Regions from separate parts of the Mus musculus genome. Here region 2 is linked to region 1. The links are chromatin contacts, called in public Hi-C maps. All regions are on one chromosome and are shown on one strand. The core of a region is the stretch at or near the end of the contact, and the rest is flanking DNA. Distances in the headings are between cores, read along the strand shown. Region 1 holds the start of H2-M3 (histocompatibility 2, M region locus 3). Region 2 holds the start of Mmut (methylmalonyl-Coenzyme A mutase).

What was found. Hi-C and Micro-C count contacts between places; a contact is called where the count stands out from the background.
Region 2: a Hi-C map of pro-B cells shows a contact between it and region 1, with 6 times the contacts expected there. The contact joins the promoter of Mmut here to the promoter of H2-M3 in region 1. A contact is called at or near these places in 3 of 484 Hi-C or Micro-C datasets (CD4 T cells, CD8 T cells and pro-B cells).

Annotation. Positions count from the first base shown.
Region 1 is chr17:37,268,854-37,271,657 of GRCm38.p6, forward strand. It overlaps H2-M3 (histocompatibility 2, M region locus 3), which reads left to right and starts at 1,381. Exons shown (of 8, transcript NM_013819.2): 1 at 1,381-1,481; 2 at 1,669-1,938; 3 at 2,145-2,420. The coding sequence starts at 1,409.
Region 2 is chr17:40,933,289-40,936,092 of GRCm38.p6, forward strand. Mmut (methylmalonyl-Coenzyme A mutase) reads left to right here and starts at 1,397. Exons shown (of 13, transcript NM_008650.3): 1 at 1,397-1,491. Cenpq (centromere protein Q) reads right to left here and starts at 1,286. Exons shown (of 9, transcript NM_031863.4): 1 at 1,095-1,286.

The sequences.
Region 1 (2,804 bases), core at 131-2,630:
AAGGGTGGCAATAATATCAAAGGTGGGGCAGCGCCACAGCAGTTCTTGAGAAATCCAACATATAGTGAATGCAGAAAGTCATGAAACTTAGAGTAATATACTGCAAATTAAAATGACGAGCTTTAAGCTGAGTTCTACTGACACCGTGGATCATTTGTGATCAAACATGGAGTCTGAACCAGGCATGGCATTGCACACCTTTGACCCCAACACTCAGGAGGCAGAGGCAGGAGGATCTCTGTGAGTTCAAGGCCACATCAACTACCAATTGAGTCCAGGACAGATAGGACTAAGAAACCCTGTCTCAAAATATAAAACAAGACAAAACAACATGGAAATTGAGCAATAGGGGTGAGAGTTTGGCTAATTTACCTGTAGGGACTGCTGTTTATATACAGCAAGTGGGCCTATTGAAATACAGCATACCATCTAAACAGTTCATTTATGACATTTGTGACTAATATGATTTCTGAGTGAAAATTGAGTAATCATATTGTCTATGGCAAACCATCAAACTGCTAAAATCAACTTTAGATTCATTAGTCTTTATCTCAATATTTTTGTTTAAATATTGTCCTTGTTTTCTATCTGCCAGAGCTATTTCCCAAATTGCCAACTGTGTTAATGAATCTGCATCCAAGTCAGTTTCCTGTGCCTACACTGATTCCAAGAACTCTTGCTTGGATCCCCAGTGGGATGGGAGGACTTTAGAGCTTGCAAACAAGAAAAACTCAGGGGCTTCCACTCCTAATAACTAAAAGGTTTGACCATAAGACCTCTTGGAACATTTCTTACCAGAGCTCCTCATCTCACTGTGTTACTGAACTCCCTAGCTGAAGACAACCTTGAACTCCTTCCAAAATCCTATATGTCCTGGAGACTGGGTTTATAAGTGTGCACCCCAAGTGATAATTATTGGTAGACCTAACTCATAAAACTTATCCATGGAGTTTGCCTGGGTCTTATTTCCAGAACTCATGTGGCAATTGATAGGACCAGTATCACAAGTTCCAGGGTGTCAGATGCCCACTTCTAGCCTCTGCTGTCACCAGGCATTCATGAGGTGCACATACATAAATATAAGCAAAACATCAGTACACATAAAACAAAACGAAAAAAAAACCGTTTTGTTTGTTTTAGAGAACATACTGATCCTAGAATATTAAAAATGTTCTAGGAAACGTGACATTAAGTACTCAGTGTAGGAGAACAGAGATCAAATCCAAGCCCAGTTTCCAGGTTTAACCCAGCATTGGAGATTCCCCCATTTCCTCTGAGGTTTCACTTCTCTGTAACTCTGTAAACTTTGTCGGGTACTTTTGCCCGGATACTGATGACGCTTCTCCAATTCCCATTCTAATTGGTTGGCGTGTACTTAGCGAATCTAATCAGGGCTACCACGGGAAGGATGGGGTCCTCAAGCAACCGCGCTCTCCTGCACATGGTGGTGGTCTCTTTGGCTGTTACCCAAACAGGTTCTGGTGAGTTCAGGGGTCGGGAAGTAAATAACCTCTAAAGAGAGGATCACGGCATCGGGACCAGGTGCTCGGGGATCCCTTTTCTGCCGGGACCTGAGTTCCGCTCCCTGCCCCACCCCCAACCCAATGCTTGTTCACTGGCCCGGGGTTATCAGGGAAGAGTTCTGAAGTTACCCTGCCTCGCCCCCAGGCTCACATTCACTGCGCTATTTCCACACTGCGGTGTCACGGCCGGGCCGTGGGGAGCCCCAGTATATCTCTGTGGGCTATGTTGACGACGTGCAGTTTCAGCGCTGTGATAGCATTGAGGAAATTCCGAGGATGGAACCTCGTGCACCTTGGATGGAGAAGGAAAGACCAGAGTACTGGAAGGAGCTGAAACTCAAGGTCAAGAATATTGCACAAAGTGCCAGAGCAAACCTTCGGACCCTGCTCCGCTACTACAACCAGAGTGAAGGCGGTGAGTGACCCTAAGCCTGGGTCAGACTCCTTCCTGTCTGTCTACTGCCAAACCAGAGTAGCCCTGGGTGCCAGGTTAGATGTTTGGAGTTGGGCTTCAGAGCTCTCAGAAACCTTTAACCGGTTTCACTTTCAGTTTAGGTCCAAATCCTGTTGGCGGGCGGAGCAGGGTGAGGTGGCTAAGGCTGACACCCTGTTTGTGGCTAGGCTCTCACATCCTGCAGTGGATGGTTTCCTGTGAGGTAGGGCCAGACATGCGCCTTCTTGGAGCCCACTATCAGGCTGCGTATGATGGCTCAGATTACATCACCCTGAATGAAGACCTGAGCTCCTGGACTGCAGTGGACATGGTGTCTCAGATCACGAAGAGCCGTTTAGAGTCAGCTGGCACAGCAGAGTACTTCAGGGCCTATGTGGAGGGAGAGTGCCTGGAGCTGCTCCACAGATTCCTGCGGAATGGCAAGGAGATTCTTCAGCGAGCAGGTATGAGGAACAACTAGGAACCACTTTTAGTAAGCAAAGATAACCCCCTCAAACATACAAGTGAGGCTCTTGATGTCTGGGGAGGGAGGAAATACCAGATCCGCTGGAATACTGCACAAGGAGGAGGAAGAGTGGTACTGGCCTTCCTGATCCAACATCAGAGAGTGACTGTCCCCAGGGCTGACCCTACTTTCAGAACATTTGAATCTGTCCCAGAATGGAAGGAGAAAACACCCTGAGATACACAACCAACCACTTCCATTCAGTCTGCAGCTCATTGTGTACCATGGCCTCTTTCAGGTCTGGTTCTCTCAACACCCCTAATGTCTTTGGAAGTCACACTGCACTAATGCTGTGAGTCTCTGCTCAACCTAATCAGGACTA
Region 2 (2,804 bases), core at 147-2,646, 3.7 Mb after region 1:
TTTATTCTTCTCTCATGCAATACATCTGACCATAGTTTCCTCTCCCACTCCTCAAGTCATGGGTCCCTTTTCTTTCCCCAAACCACTGCTTCTGCGTTTCCTTTCATAAAACAACAGGGCTCCCAGCGACATCAACCAAACATGAGGTAATAAGATGTAATCAGACTAGGCACAAACCATCATATCAAGGCTGGATAATGCAACCCAGAAATGAGGAAAAGGGTCTTCCAAGAGATGGCAAAAGAGCAGGAGATTCTCCTACTCCAACCTTTAGGAATCCCCCCAAAACACCAAGCTAAACAACATATATGGCAGGATGTAATACAGAAAACGCCTACATTGAATCATGAGACAGACATTGTAAGTATCGAAACCAGGGTCATGATTTCTACCTGTTGGGACCACTCAACTTGTGTTAATTTAAAAAAAAAAAAAGAAAGAAAGAAAGAAAGAAAAGAAAAGAAAAATTAAGATAGAAGATAAAAATTCCTTACTGTTCCCAGATCCACAGGAAATCATAGCTTAACAGTGGGTTGGTAGACACCGCTATGACTACAATTATTATGTATGAGATATACTAAATGCAATCAAATGACTTGTGGGCAGCTGTGGGGATATCTTTGGATTAATTAGCCAAGACGAAGAGAAATAAAGTGCTTAAATGAAACCAGCGTAAAGTCGGACGGCGTGACAGCTCAAAGAACATTTTTTTTTTTTTCTTTATGAATCAGCCCGTTCAGACTAGATCGAATCCTTATGGGAGGAGTGGAAAAAGGCGCTCCGCTTCGGTTTGCTTGTTGTTTTCTTGGCCGGTTTACTGAAACTAGTTTAAACCGACTTATCTCAACTTAAGCTGTTCATCTGCGAACCACTAACGAGAGTGAACTTGGGCTACTCTGTCCGTCGCTCCAGGACGAGGTACAGAGATTCAGGAACCAAGACCGGGAGGGTCAGGGGGACTAGAGAGGGAAGATCAATATTTTCACTCCACTCTGGGGTTATCTCAAACAGTTGCCCTAAATGGCAGAGACCTATTCAGACATTAGACATTGCCCCTTAAAAACAAAACAAAACAAAACAAAACGGAGTTTTACCACAAACGCGTGAGGCTCAAATTATCCCCTGGATCTGTCAGCCGCTTTATCGCTTCCTCGACTCTTCACAGTTGCTTCACGGATTCAAAAGGCGCGCTTCTGACTTAATCCGCCCAAACAACCGGAAAAGACGGAGAACTTCCAGGATCTGGGAACCGGAAGCGTCAGTGAGGAACGCAAACACACTTGTGTAGAGAAGGCCGGCCTGCGGAGCGTATGTCTTTACGTCATCAGACGCGCGCCCGCAATGTCCGGATTGGATTGGCTAATCCGAGGGCGGTGTTGGCTACGCCCCCTGATTTGATTGGCTGCCGAGCTCCTGCGGCGAGCGGGTGTGACCCCGGCGTCTGGGTTCGGTTCTGAAGTCCGGGCTTGGTCCGGGTGATCCCCAAACACTGTGAGTAAGCCCGTGCGCTGTGGAGCACGTCAGGCTTGCAGGATTCTTCTCTTATTGGCTTCATCTGCTCCACCTATCTATCTTGCTGTCCTTTCCTTCTTCTTCACGGATTTTCTGTGATAGGAAGCCGCCCCTGCTTGCTCCTGAAATATAGATGGTGACTGACTGGGTTCTCATTTCCCGCCAGGCTGGTGGAATTCGGAGGTCACCGCTGCAAAATGCCTTTCAACAGCGTGCTAGTCTTGTCGCTGTGCGTCCCTGGTTTCCCACGCACGCGCAGAGCAGAGGTTACTTGTTAGAGGTTCACAAGCTCATGTGGTTTCTAGGGTGTTTTTGCTAGAGGTAGTAAGACAGAAAGTTAGGTGACAGAAGGAAAAGATGAAAAGGAAAGGCGCGTCTAACCTGATTTAAAAAACAAAACAAAACACATAGCCTAACTTCTCCGTTTTGCCATTGAGAGCGTGACACATGCGTGTAATTTTCAACCGCCTGCTGATTTTCTTCCAACATAGTTTTGTGCTTAGTTATTTTTTAGGCCAGTCGTTCTCAACCCTCTTAATGCCAAGACCCTTCAGTACAGTGGTGACCCCCAACCATAAAATTATTTTTGTTGCTACATTGTAACTGTAATTTTGACACTTTTATGAATCGTAAATTGAATATTTTTGAAGATGGAGGTTTGCCAAGGAGTTATGACCCACAGGTTGAGAACAGTTGCTTTGGGCTAACAGTTCCTTTATGCTGTTAATTTTCTTGCCTTGTATAGTCACCACCTATGTATATTGAACAGTGTGAGGGGCTAGCTCTTCTGAGGTGTTACTATAACTTTCAAATTAATTACAAAATATTTAGAGAAAGCTCACAACAACAGTAATTGCACAGAGTGCTAGTTTCCACAGACATAATACATCATGTAATTTATGTCCAATAAAGGCTTCCTTTTTCTTTTCTGTGCTGTCATAAATGAATACTCCAGTAAGTTTCAATATGGAATATAGTAGTTCCATTCAATTCATTCGTTTGTTTATATTGTAACACACGTATTCTAACTGTGGATGTTTATGTTTCAGATTCTCTAATGCAAATAAACAGCAGAGAATTCCTATTCTATCTCTCACAATAGAAGCCTTCCCAGAATGGATGTTACCCAGTTTAAGGGGCTAGCATATCTGAGACGTTTCCTGTTTTGAAAGTTTACATTGTAAAGTAATTAGAACAGTATTGCGATGAGTGGCTTATGCGGCTTGTTTGGTGATCCATAATAAGTATTCAATAGTCATCAAGGCTTCACTAAGTTGATAGGTCAGAAATTA